Linked DNA regions of Mus musculus: region 1 is linked to region 2. The links are chromatin contacts, called in public promoter capture Hi-C maps. All regions are on one chromosome and are shown on one strand. Each heading gives the region's core, a stretch centred on a gene start, on an enhancer-like site or on the middle of the called end of the contact. The rest is flanking DNA. Distances are from core to core; before and after follow the strand shown.

Region 1 (5,690 bases), core at 1,708-4,207, 46 kb after region 2:
TCTGGCTGAAAATGGTGGAATTGGTTTTCTCTGGTGAATCTCAGGATCATGAGTTTTTATCCACTATATATAAAATTATGTAACATAAATCATTACGGTTAGATGCAGTCATTGGAGTAAAAAGGACACAGGTGTAGTGGTGTGTATATATAATCCTAGATCTGGGCAGGTAGAGATAGGTGAATCCCTGGGGTTCACTGACCAGACAGTATAGCCCAGTTGGTGAATTTCATGCCCAGTGAGAGACCCTGCCTCAAAAGATAAGGTAGATGGTATTTGTGTCCAGGAGTTGTCTCACAAACAGACCTATTTCAGTTTAGATAGGGATAGTTCATTGAGCATATGCCCCAGGACGGATTGATTAGTGCCAAGATTCGGGCTCAGGAACTCAACTGTGACATTGAGTTAAGATCTTATAGGGTTTTTAAGCCTAAAATCAACAAACATCTATGCCAAGTTATGCCACCAATCTGGATTTAGGACTAGGGGATTTCCTTTGGAACATGTCCTTGCTGTACACTTATCTTGCTCCCATTGGTTGGGGTATTCAACTGTGGCAGGGGACTTGTCTAATATTCATGCCTTAACTTGCCAGCCAGGGTGTTAGTTACCCATGGTCGTTTCTCTTTCTGCCAAGTAGGATGTCAGTTTCCAGGGAGGTCTTGGGAACTTAAACTTTACTCGACCCCTAGTCAAAATGGAAGTCTTATTTCGAATAGTTTCTTATACTGGTGCAGGTGTCTCTCTTATGTTGGGGTCCATCCCAGGGGCAGCTTGTGAATGCAAATATCATAAAAGCTTATACACAGGTGCAGGAAGTGCTGCTGGGTGGGTGGTTCAGGTCCAAGCTTATTATGGGTAATAACTACATAACGCAGTTCTACTGACTACTATCGTGACTGATTTCCTAGGGCACAAAACGTAACAGAATATGTAATCAACTTAGACATGAAAAAGTTTCCTAGTAACAGCAGAAACAACACAGGAGAAAGTTTCCTTATAATACTAGTAACAGCATAAAATGTTAACATTCCATCTAGGCCTTAACATTTTACCTAGACCTTAATAGATGGTGTCTGAGGAAGACACCTCTGACTTCGTCAAACTCACACAAGCACGCACGCGCGCGCACGCACACACACACACACACACACACCAAGAATGGTTCCTGTCCAGTGATTTAGGACCACTCTGTGCATTAGACTGTTTGTCCTGTTGTAGAGCTGTCTTCTGTTCCCTAAGAGTTCCCACCCCAGGTGTACTCCCTGACCATAAAAGAGGAATAAATAGACACAATCATGACAACAGAGACCAGAAAGAGCCAGGTAATGCACCTCCAGTCTCCTGGCTTCTTAGCTCGTGACCTCTGGCACAGCTCTGTTTCCAGGCTGGGGATGCCCTCAGATCTTCTGAGCTCCACCCCTGACTTGCTAGATACCTTTGTGCCTTGGTACATGCAGGACCCTGTGCCTGGACCATCCCTTGTGGGGAGCCCCAGCCATGGAATCCCTGTCCTCTAGAACTCCAGGAAATGCTGAGACCGTGTCACTGGATGGTCAGAAGTTAAGACTGGGCTGCGTAGGGGCTGGCGAGATGGCTCAGTGGTTAAGAGTGCCGACTGCTCTTCCAAAGGTCCCGAGTTCAAATCCCAGCAACCACATGGTGGTTCACAACCATCTGTAACAATGCCCTCTTCTGGACTGTCTGAAGACAGCTACAGTGTACTTACATATAATAAATAAATAAATAAATAAATAAATAAATAAATAAATAAATCTTTTTTAAAAATCAATTTTAAAAAACGGGGGGAGGGGGGCCTGGTGATGGCTCAACGGTTAAGAGCGCCAACTGCTCTTCCAAAGGTCCTGAGTTCAAATCCCAGCAACCACATGGTGGCTTACAACCATTCGTAACAAAATCTGATGCTCTCTTCTGGAGTGTCTGAAGACAGCTACAGTGTACTTACATATAATAAATAAATAAATAAATCTTAAAAAATAAAAAAAAAAAAGAAAAGACTGAGCTGTGTAGACATGTATGCACTGAGGGGACACTCAGCTCTTCAGAGGAAACTGGGGGGGGGGCAAGCAAAAGTGCTCTCTCTTTCTCCCTTTCTGCCTACAGATTAGGATGTAGCTCTCAGCTATTGCTCCAGCACCTGCCTGCATGTTGTCATGCTGCCGGCCATGATGATAATGGACTAATGGACTAAGCCTCTGAAACTGTAAGCCAGGCCCAGTTAAATGCTTTCTTTTATAGCAGTTGCCTTGGTCATGGTGTCTCTTCACTCAGCAATAGAACACGGACTAAAGCAGGGTGAATCTTGGTGGAATCTTACTTTAGTTTGTGGCTGAGATCTTATGAGGGGGGAGTAGATGTTCTTTACATTTCCCCAGGGAGGTGATTCTTGAAACACACCAGAGATTGGCTGTTTCCCTATCCCCTGCTGATTGGGGTAATAGACACAGTTAACCCTTGCTGAGGACCTCTGCGTATCTGGACCCTGGATTGTAGGAAACCACCTTTAGCCCCGGGATAAACTTGCTTATCACCAATAGCCCCACCTTACAGATACATGGTTTGAAGCACAGAAAAGTTACAGGCCTGAGCGCACACACAGCAAATGGGAACTCTGGCACTGGTCTGCATCCATACCTGCTGCCTTACACAATAGGGTTGTGTTCTGGTGACATGCCAGCCTCCTAAGAAGCCACTGTCCTCCAATCTGGGGGAAACTGGGACCAGTGGAGATGGCAGACACCCTGGCTACAGCGTCAGGGTAATGACACCCCCCCTCAAATGAGGCTCTGCAAGGAGATAGAATAACCTAAAAGACTGTCTGGCGCCAGCTATGCAGGGCCACCCATGCCAGCCTTGCGGGAAAGCAGCTGACCTTTACTGTAGAAGCCTCCTTTCCTTCCTCCCTCCCTCACGCCCTTCTCCCTCCTTGAATCACAGCGCCTACCCTAGTCCTGACTGTTGCTCAATCCAGGAGCACAGTTCCTGTGGGCTGAGCCTGACTGGCTTGGTCATCTCTTTTCTGCACTTCAAGGGAAAAGCAAGATCTTGCACAAGGTCCCCTCCGGCTGGCTGCTGGCAAAGGAAAGGTGCCATGGGACCTCTCCACCAGTTTCTCCTGCTGCTGATCACAGGTGGGACCACAGGAGGGACCTACCTTCAGCAACACTGTCTTTTCCTCACCTTCCTTGAGCAGATGGCTGGGGTGTGGGGGCAGGGTGGCATGGAGGGGGAACTATTATGGAGGCTGGAGTCCTGGTACACTCCAGTGTCCTGCTTTGACTCTGCTTTTCTCCCCCACTGGCTCATTCGTGTTCTTCACACATCCTCCCCGAGATTAATATCCACCTATAGGAAGGGTAACAGGGGCAGCTGGAATTAGTCACTGAAGGAGCTGTGAGGGTGGCACTAGTTGTGAGGTAGGGGACTCGTTAAGACACTGCCAAGAGCCCTTAAACACTCAAGAAGCACTTAAACCATAAGTGGAGGGGCAGAATGGGAGAGAAGAGAGAAAGACAGACTAGGATTTGCATCTTCCTGGAGGTCCTCCCAGATTCGACCTCAGCGCTCTGTGGGAGGTGAGGATGCTGTAGGCTTTATCAGTGTATCCTCACCTGTAATGGACTGACTCATTCCAGTGTGGGCTGGGTGCCTCCTGTTCCTGCAAAGTCATGGACAAACCCAGGTAGGAGAAGAGGCTGCCCTGCATCTTGTCCCTGCAGCATCTCAGCTGGAAGTGGAAGGAGAGGTAGGGAACGTTAGCCTGTCTCTAGGCAGACTGAGGTCTCTGAAAGGCAGGCCATCAGCTCCGTAATTCCCCCTTTCATGTTCCCATCTCAGTAATAGCTGGAGACAAGGTGCAAGAGGTAGAAAGTTTGGCTGAACCCTTGTCCCCTTGCCCTGGCCATAACTTGGGTGCTCCAATGCCATGTCCTCTACCCCAAAAGGATCCCCAAAATAGCAGTCTCATGTCTCCCCTCAAAATAGCCCTGAGACAAGTCCTTCTTAAAAGAGGAACAGAGCCACAGAAATAGGGAAGCTGAGTTCAAACTTAGGAAAGAGGCATCAAGTATGGATGACTGAGGAGCGGACAGCAAGGTAGGGTGAAGGAGGGGGCCATCCCAACCCTCAGGGAACCAGCTTGAGCTCCAAGGATCCATTAACCTTGCTCTCCCGAGATGAAGAGGGCAAAATAGGCATCCTGGTCCCATAAGACCAGAGGGAAGATGTCTTAAATAGAGCCAGAGGGATTTCAAGAACAAGACACGTCTTAGCCAGCAGGATACTTGACTTGCAAGCATGAGGATCTGTGATTGGATACACAGGAAGCATGAGAAAAGCCAGTTACAGTGTCACATGCCTGTCTCCCAAGAACAGAGACACGAGAGGCAGAGACAGTCAGATCCCTAGGAGCACACAGGCCGGCTTGGTCCACGGTGTGAATTTCTGCACTGTGTTAGTTATTGTTTGGTTGCTGTGAGAAAACATCTTAACAAAAGCAACTCAGCAAAGGAAGGGTCCATTTTGGCTTGTAGCGTCGGGGATACACTCCATCCTGGAGGGGACACATGGTGGCCAGAGGCAGCTGTACATTGCATGCTCAGTCAGGAAGCTAAGAGATACACGCAGCCTCTGGGTTCTCTTTGTCCTTTTGATATAGCTAGGGATTTTGGCCCACGGAATGTTACTGCCCATAGGTCAGGGTGGATCTTCTTACACCAAAGAACTGAGTCCAGATAGTCTCTCATTCATGTTCCTATAGGCTAACCTGACCTAGAAAATCCCTCACGGGCAAGCTCATAGGTTTGCCCCTAGATGATTCTAGAGCCCGTCAGGGAGTCAGTCATTAACCATCTTGCACACGCATGAGATATTCTGTTTCAAACAAAAAGTGGAAGGTACCCAAGGACCAGAACTTATCCTAATGACCATGCACACGCTATGCTCCCTGCACTCCTGGAACTGCTTCCAAGCAAGTGGCTGTCTCCTCTGCAGCCCTGTCCCAAGCCCTCAACACCACGGTGCTGCAGGGCATGGCCGGCCAGTCCTTGAGGGTGTCATGTACTTATGACGCCTTGAAGCACTGGGGGAGACGCAAGGCCTGGTGTCGGCAGCTGGGTGAGGAGGGCCCATGCCAGCGTGTGGTGAGCACACACGGTGTGTGGCTGCTGGCCTTCCTGAAGAAGCGGAATGGGAGCACAGTCATCGCAGATGACACCCTTGCTGGAACCGTCACCATCACTCTGAAGAACCTCCAAGCCGGTGACGCGGGCCTCTACCAGTGTCAGAGTCTCCGAGGCCGAGAGGCTGAGGTCCTGCAGAAAGTACTGGTGGAGGTGCTGGAGGGTGAGTACACAGTAGCTGGGTGCACCTTTGGCTGGTCCTTGTGCCAGGTCTTATTGTTGTGGGACTTTTTCAGGGGGACATAAATAAATGCCTGTCCCAGATTAGCTATCACAAACAGATATAAGAAATGATTCAGTCCAGGTCTAGCTTAGTGAATTCGTGAGTATACTGGGGCTACTTGTAGGTGCCTGGCAAGGGTTTATTTACAGGCAATTCAAAAACAACTGTGTCATCTAAAAAAAAAAAATCATCCCAGCATGGATTATGAATAATAAAAAAAACAGCAACCTTGGTGCTCCCCGCATTCCTGGTGCTCCTCCGTGCTC
Region 2 (5,898 bases), core at 2,274-4,773:
CCCTAAGAGGTGCCTGATTTCAGCTGACAAACTCCTCACAGGGGTGAGTGTGAGCCCCCATGCTTGAAGCCACTGCTTTCATGGAAGGGAGGGAAGAGGTATGTTGGAAAGGGGAAAGAGTCCCTGAACTCAGGGGTGTGAGTCCTGGGAACGAGAGTTGGACAAGTGTGAATGAATGAAACCACTTGTCTTCAGTGAGTGGGGGAGGCTTGAAGAGTCAGTTAGCCAGGGCCATGCCATTTTGTGCAGCTCCTCCATTTTGGTTGAACTGACAAGTTTCTGAAACCAAGTTGTTTGTTTTTCAGAGTTAAAGTGGCTTGTTTTGTAGATTTGTGCTGCCCCCACACTTGGAGCTGACTCAAGAGACAGCTCAGTTGCAAGAGGGTACCACCAACCATGCATGGGACTTGGAACCTCCCACTTCCTCTGAGCTGTCCTCAGATCCCTGACCAGGCTGCTGTCTGCCTATATGGTAATACAATGCTTACCTCAAAGAGTACAATACAGAATTTACTTGGGAGCTGAATAAGAGTGATCATTGTCTGAGAGTACAGACGAGGTGACCCCAAAATTTTAACCTTGTTTTAATCTGTTAATGTTTTCATGCAGTTTTTAGAAAAATTTATTTATTTGTGTGTGTGTGTGTGTGATTGGTTGTTTTGTCATCATACATATATGTGCACCATCCGTGTGCCTACTGCCTTCAGAAGCCAGAAAGAGGGAGCCAGATTCCCTGGAACCGAAGTTAAGATGGTTGTAAGTTGCCTCGTGAGTGCTGGAAACCAAGTCCAGGTTCTCTGCAAGAAGAAGAAGTGCTCATGGTCGCCAAGCTATCTCTCCAGCCCCTCCATAAGGGCTAAGAAAACTGGGCTATGGACTGTCTTCTTTGCAAACTCTCCATGGTCACTGAAGCAGTCTTTTTTTTTTTTTTTTTTTTTTTTAATGTAGCTAAAAGAGCTAGAGAGTTGGCTCAATAGAGGATCTGGGTTCCATTCCCAGCTCACACTGTATCTGTAACTCCAGTCCCAGGGGCTCTAAAGCCGTCTTCTAACCTCCACAGAAACCAGGCACATATGTGGTGTGCATACATACATGCAGGCAAAACACTCACAGACATCAAAAAACAAAAAAACAAAAAAACAAAAAAACAAAAAACAAAACAAAAAAAAAAACCCAAAACAAAAAAACAGAACCTAGAGAGATTGTTTGTTTGTTTGTTTTTGAGACAGATTTTCACTATGTAGACCAGGCTGTCCTTGGGCTCACCATCACACCTGGAAAAAAAAATCTTATTGTTTAAAGTATAAGATCATCCTTGTCAACACAGAGGGTTTAATCCTGGGCTAGATGAAATCTTGTCTCTAAACAATGAGAATAAAAACTAATGACATCATTATAATAAGAATACAATCTATTTAACCAGATAGCAATAGACGCACCGATGTGGTACATTCTTTCTCTTTGTTCATTGAATTGAATTTTGCAAAGCTAACCTTTCCTCAGGGTGACCTCATCCAAGTGTGTATGCAAGTGTGTGTGCACATGTGTGTGTGTGTGTGTGTGTGTGCATGAGTGTGTGTGTGTATGTGTGTGTGTGTGTGTGAGAGAGAGAGAGAGAGAGAAAGACAGACAGACAGACAGACAGACAGAGCACACCTCCCTGGACTCAGTTCTTTCCTTCCATCATGTGTGATAAGTTTTTTCTCCACTGGTGAAACAAAGCAATTCAAGCCAGATTAGAGTGTATAAAAGCAGGTTTACTAGGAAGCTGCTATTGGGTGTGCAAGTTCATTGGTCTCAAGGAAAGAGGCCTGGGAAGTAGCCATAGGAAGGGAAATGAAGGGAGGGGGAAGAGAAAAAGAAAAGAGGAGAAAAGGGGGCAGCAAAGAGACTAAAAGGTCTGGATTATATAGGGAAGCGCCTGTGGGGGAAGGTCAGCCCAGCCCCTGGGCTGGTAAGGTCTGGGTAGAGGGTGGGGTTGTGCCAAGGAGGGACTGAGGGATGCTGGGAGAAACTGGAGGCCAGGTCTGCTTTGGTATATAAGTTGTGCACCTCAGTTGTTTGTTCTGGGGTCTGAAACCAAACCCTGGGACTCTGAGGATGGAACTCAGGTCCTTTGGCTTCTCAAAAGCCCCCTTACCTGCTGAGCCGTCTTGCCAGTGAACTTCATTGGTTTGGGAGTGCAGTTTAGGGTACAATTCATCTTGGCTGAGCAGCCAAGGTGGGGGCAGCTTGGAGCAGCGTGGGCTTCACAAACAGAAAACAGAGTCCTAAATGTGTCAACTGACATTCTAGTCAGTCAGTCAGCCTCCTAGAAGGTTCAACATCAGGTGCAGATCTTTCCAGGAACTTCTGTTCACAGTATTAAATACATTTCTCTCCCTCAAAAGATAATGTGTCTCAGTGTCCCTTTGAATGTCACATCAGAGCCCTTTCATCCTTTCCCCATAGTGTTCAGGGCCATGCAGAGCAAGCACACTGTAAGAACTAATGAATGAATGGATGGATGAATGAATGAATGAATGAATGAATGAATGAGTTTAAAATGTGAGAAATTTGAAGAGAGCAAAACTACAATTCCTTTGGTCTGGGACTTGGGAGTTCAAGTTCGTGTAAAGACTTTGGCTGTGCAAATGGCAGAACTTTTTGTTCAGTGTCCTAAACAAGTAGAGGGATCCCATATAATCACGGAGTCCCCTGAGCCTCCATAATCCACAAGAGCAGGTTGCACAGCTGTTGGACATCAGTAGAGTCTTTTGATTCTTTGGAGACAGAGGGATGGGTGGAGTCTTGGGCCAAATGCTGGGTCATTTTAGCTAGAGCCGGGTGGCTGTAGAAGAGAGATATGGTTGAGGGGAGGAAGTTGAAGAGACAGAACTGTGTGCTCCAAGGTGGCCTAAGCCTGCAGAACAAGGGGAGGGAGGGGCTCTGAGGGCGGGGTCATTTGAGAGGAGGTGGGGGAGGGGAAGGTTTACCTCACTTCAAGAAGCCTGGAAGCCTTGGAGCAGTGGAAGGCTAGAGAAAATTGCTGGGTGACTTAGGACCAGGAAAAACAGAGCCAGGGAAATACGGGAAGAGGGAGAGGGAGAAGGAGAGGGGAGAGGGGAGAGGGGAGAGGGGAGAGAGGAGAGGGGAGAGGGGAGAGGGGAGAGGGGAGAGGGGAGAGGGGAGAGGGGAGAGGGGAGAGGGGAGAGGGGAGAGGGGAGGAGAGGGGAGGAGAGGGGAGAGGGGAGAGGAGAGGGGAGGAGAGGGGAGAGGGAGAGGCTGCGCGCACGTGTGTGTGTGTGTGTGTGTGTGTGTGTGTGTGTGTGAGAGAGAGAGAGAGAGAGAGAGAGAGAGAGAGAGAGAGAATTTTAAAATTTGCATCTTGTTTCCCCCATGACAAAAATAAGCCCGCACGTGAGTCCGTGAGAGGTTATTTGCAACTGTGAGCAGGAGTGACTGAAGTGACTAGCCTGGACAGAGGAGGGTCAGGGTGACTGAAGGAGTCCATTTTACCAGACTAAAGACCTTCCTTCTGAAGGAGTATGTCAAGGCCTGCCAGAGAGCACCTGCTCCTGAATCTCAGAACCCAGAAGATCCCATGAAGTCTCTACAGAATGTTCCAGAAGCCTCTCCTCCAGTTCCCCGAGTGGAGGACCAGCTGCTGTGAATGAGGAGACACCCCAGATGGATCCAGTTTTCTGCAGAGAATCACAGACATTGTGGGGTTCTGGAGTTTTCTCTGGCCCAGGGGCCCCAAGACAGGGTGGAGCAGCCACACCTGCCTGAAGTTCTGAGGAAGAGGGCGGAAACAGACAGCTCCCGCCCTCGCCCTCACCCTCACTTTCTCTCCCCACAATTGTGATAGGCTCCACTGGGGGCATTGTGTGCCACAGGGGCTCACTTCCCCAAACAGGCAACTGTGGTTTTTCAGAGCCTGCCGTCCAACCCTGGGAGGTCAGGTGGCATGCCTGGGATCAGTGTGGGTCCTGCCCCTCGATCCCCGGGCTGACTGTGACATTGCATCTGGATGGAGCCATGGCCTCTTACGTTCCTGCTGTTGCTGCTGCTGCTGCTGTGGCTACAGGGCTGTGTCTCAGGTGAGAGGCAGGGGTGGGGGTGGGGTTGGTAGAAGAGAAAGACTACTTCCCCTGTCTACCCCACACTGCCTCTTCTTGTTCCACTATCTTAATGTTTTGTGGGTTGGGGAAGGAGGGTGGGCTGACCGGTCTTTACCAGAGACCAGTGAGAATGTCCCCTGCTAATATCTGGCCCCAGGCAGAGCTTAGACAGGCTAAGATGTAGCTGTATCCTCTATATTGGCCTTCATCTAGTGGGTTCCCTTGTAACGAAGAATGAGCATTTAATTTTCTCACAGAAATGACCTCTGTTTGGCCTTTGTCTGACTGGTGCCAGTATGAGTTCTTGTATCAAGTCTGCACACTTTAAATTTCGTTTTCTCGGAATGCTGATGCCACATCCGGTCCCTCAGCTCTGACTGGAAGGGAACCAATCCCCAAAGGCCCTTCCCAACTAGAGGCTACTCTGCAAGGGGCTCACTGGTTTCGACCTTCCTGACTGCCGAGGCAACCGCTTACCACTTCCTGTTCTGTTCTGGCTAGAGTAAGGGCTGGCAAACCCTCCCTTCACCAAGTGACAGAAAATACATGGGCACAAACGAACCTGGGACCCCAAAAGGCTTCTTCCAGGTCTCTGCCACTCTGCAGGGAGAAGGGTCTCGAAACCCTGGGCTGAGCCGAGGTGAATTCGAGGCCTGTTCTGTTCTGTTTACTTGGCAAGGGAGGAACAGACCTTAGAGCTTCAGCTACAAGCTGTTGGAAACAAGGGCAGGTGGCTTCTGGGTCTTCACTGTACCCTCTCCCTCCCTCCATCTCTTGAATTGCCCTGCTCTGCTTTCTTCAACAGACTGGATTATGAAGGGCACAGAACTCATTCATGTCTTCATTCATATTCATTCTCTCTGTCTCTCTGTCTCTGTCTCTTTCTCTCTCTCTCTCTCTCTCTCTCTCTCTCTCTGTGTGTGTTATACACACACGTGTATGCACTCCAGTCCATCCCCTTCCCCCTTCCCTGCCCCCCCCCCCAAACCCATCCCTGGTGTTACAGGTACAAATTAGAGATGGGATTTTGTTTCCAGGCTAGCCTGATCTCACTAGGTATCCCAGGCTAGTCTTAAACTCAGGATCCCCCTATTTCAGTCTCCTTCATGCTATTACAGGCTTGGGCCACATCTCACTCCTAGGTATAGAGACTCTACCATCCATGGCCAGCCTGTGGTCCGCAGGCCCCAAGCATCCTGGCACAGCCATGATTTGCCTGGTGCATCTACAGATGTCAAAGTCAAGTCCCGATGACAAAAAGTTGGATGGACAGTGAATACTGTATCTGTTGGCTGGCTCATCCATGGGACTTAAGTGTGTGTGGTGTGCTTAATCTGTGTGTTAATATAGGGTATTTAAAAATTAAGGACCATGGAGAGTGCTACTTAAAAGGTATCCAATAGGGGCAGGGGTGTGGCTCAGTGGTTAGAGTGCTTGCCTACCCTGCTCGAGATACGAGGCATGGTGTTCCCCACAACCCCAAACAAGACATAAAGAAGAGAGTGTCCAGGTAGGAGAGAAAGAGGAAGGGAGACTACTATTGGGAGAAATAATTCTTCATCATTTTTCCGGATACTGGGACCTTCTCTTGGCCTCTGTAGTTTGTGCTCTCTGGTTCCAGAGCTTGATGAGCTGTTGTGTCTGCATCTGTCTCCCCGAAGGCAGGGTCTGGATTGATCTTGAAATCCTGAGCATCCCTGAAGAGTGGAAAACATCCAGAGGAACAAGACTATGTCTGGTGGAGCTCTTGTGTTAGGAGTGTGTCCCTCATTGAACTGGGGGCCTCTTCCATCAG

The links. Promoter capture Hi-C pulls out the DNA fragments that hold promoters and counts their contacts.
Region 1: a contact with region 2 is called in a promoter capture Hi-C map of macrophages, with 7 read pairs. The contact joins the promoter of Trem2 here to the promoter of Treml2 in region 2. A contact is called at or near these places in 13 of 39 promoter capture datasets (the C10 cell line, the HPC-7 cell line, HPC-7-derived erythroid cells and 9 more), 5 of 15 datasets of contacts at CTCF or cohesin (CD8 T cells, the G1E-ER4 cell line, the NIH/3T3 cell line and 2 more), 53 of 484 Hi-C or Micro-C datasets (B cells, the BV-2 cell line, the Ba/F3 cell line and 37 more), 22 of 115 datasets of contacts at active chromatin or transcription factors (the 230-238 cell line, CD8 T cells, the HPC-7 cell line and 14 more) and 7 of 9 other capture datasets (adipose tissue, bone marrow-derived macrophages, embryonic stem cells and 4 more).

Annotation. Positions count from the first base shown.
Region 1 is chr17:48,343,444-48,349,133 of GRCm38.p6, forward strand. It overlaps Trem2 (triggering receptor expressed on myeloid cells 2), which reads left to right and starts at 2,958. Exons shown (of 5, transcript NM_031254.3): 1 at 2,958-3,152; 2 at 5,014-5,364. The coding sequence starts at 3,113.
Region 2 is chr17:48,296,515-48,302,412 of GRCm38.p6, forward strand. Treml2 (triggering receptor expressed on myeloid cells-like 2) reads left to right here and starts at 3,524. Exons shown (of 5, transcript NM_001033405.2): 1 at 3,524-4,082. The coding sequence starts at 4,013.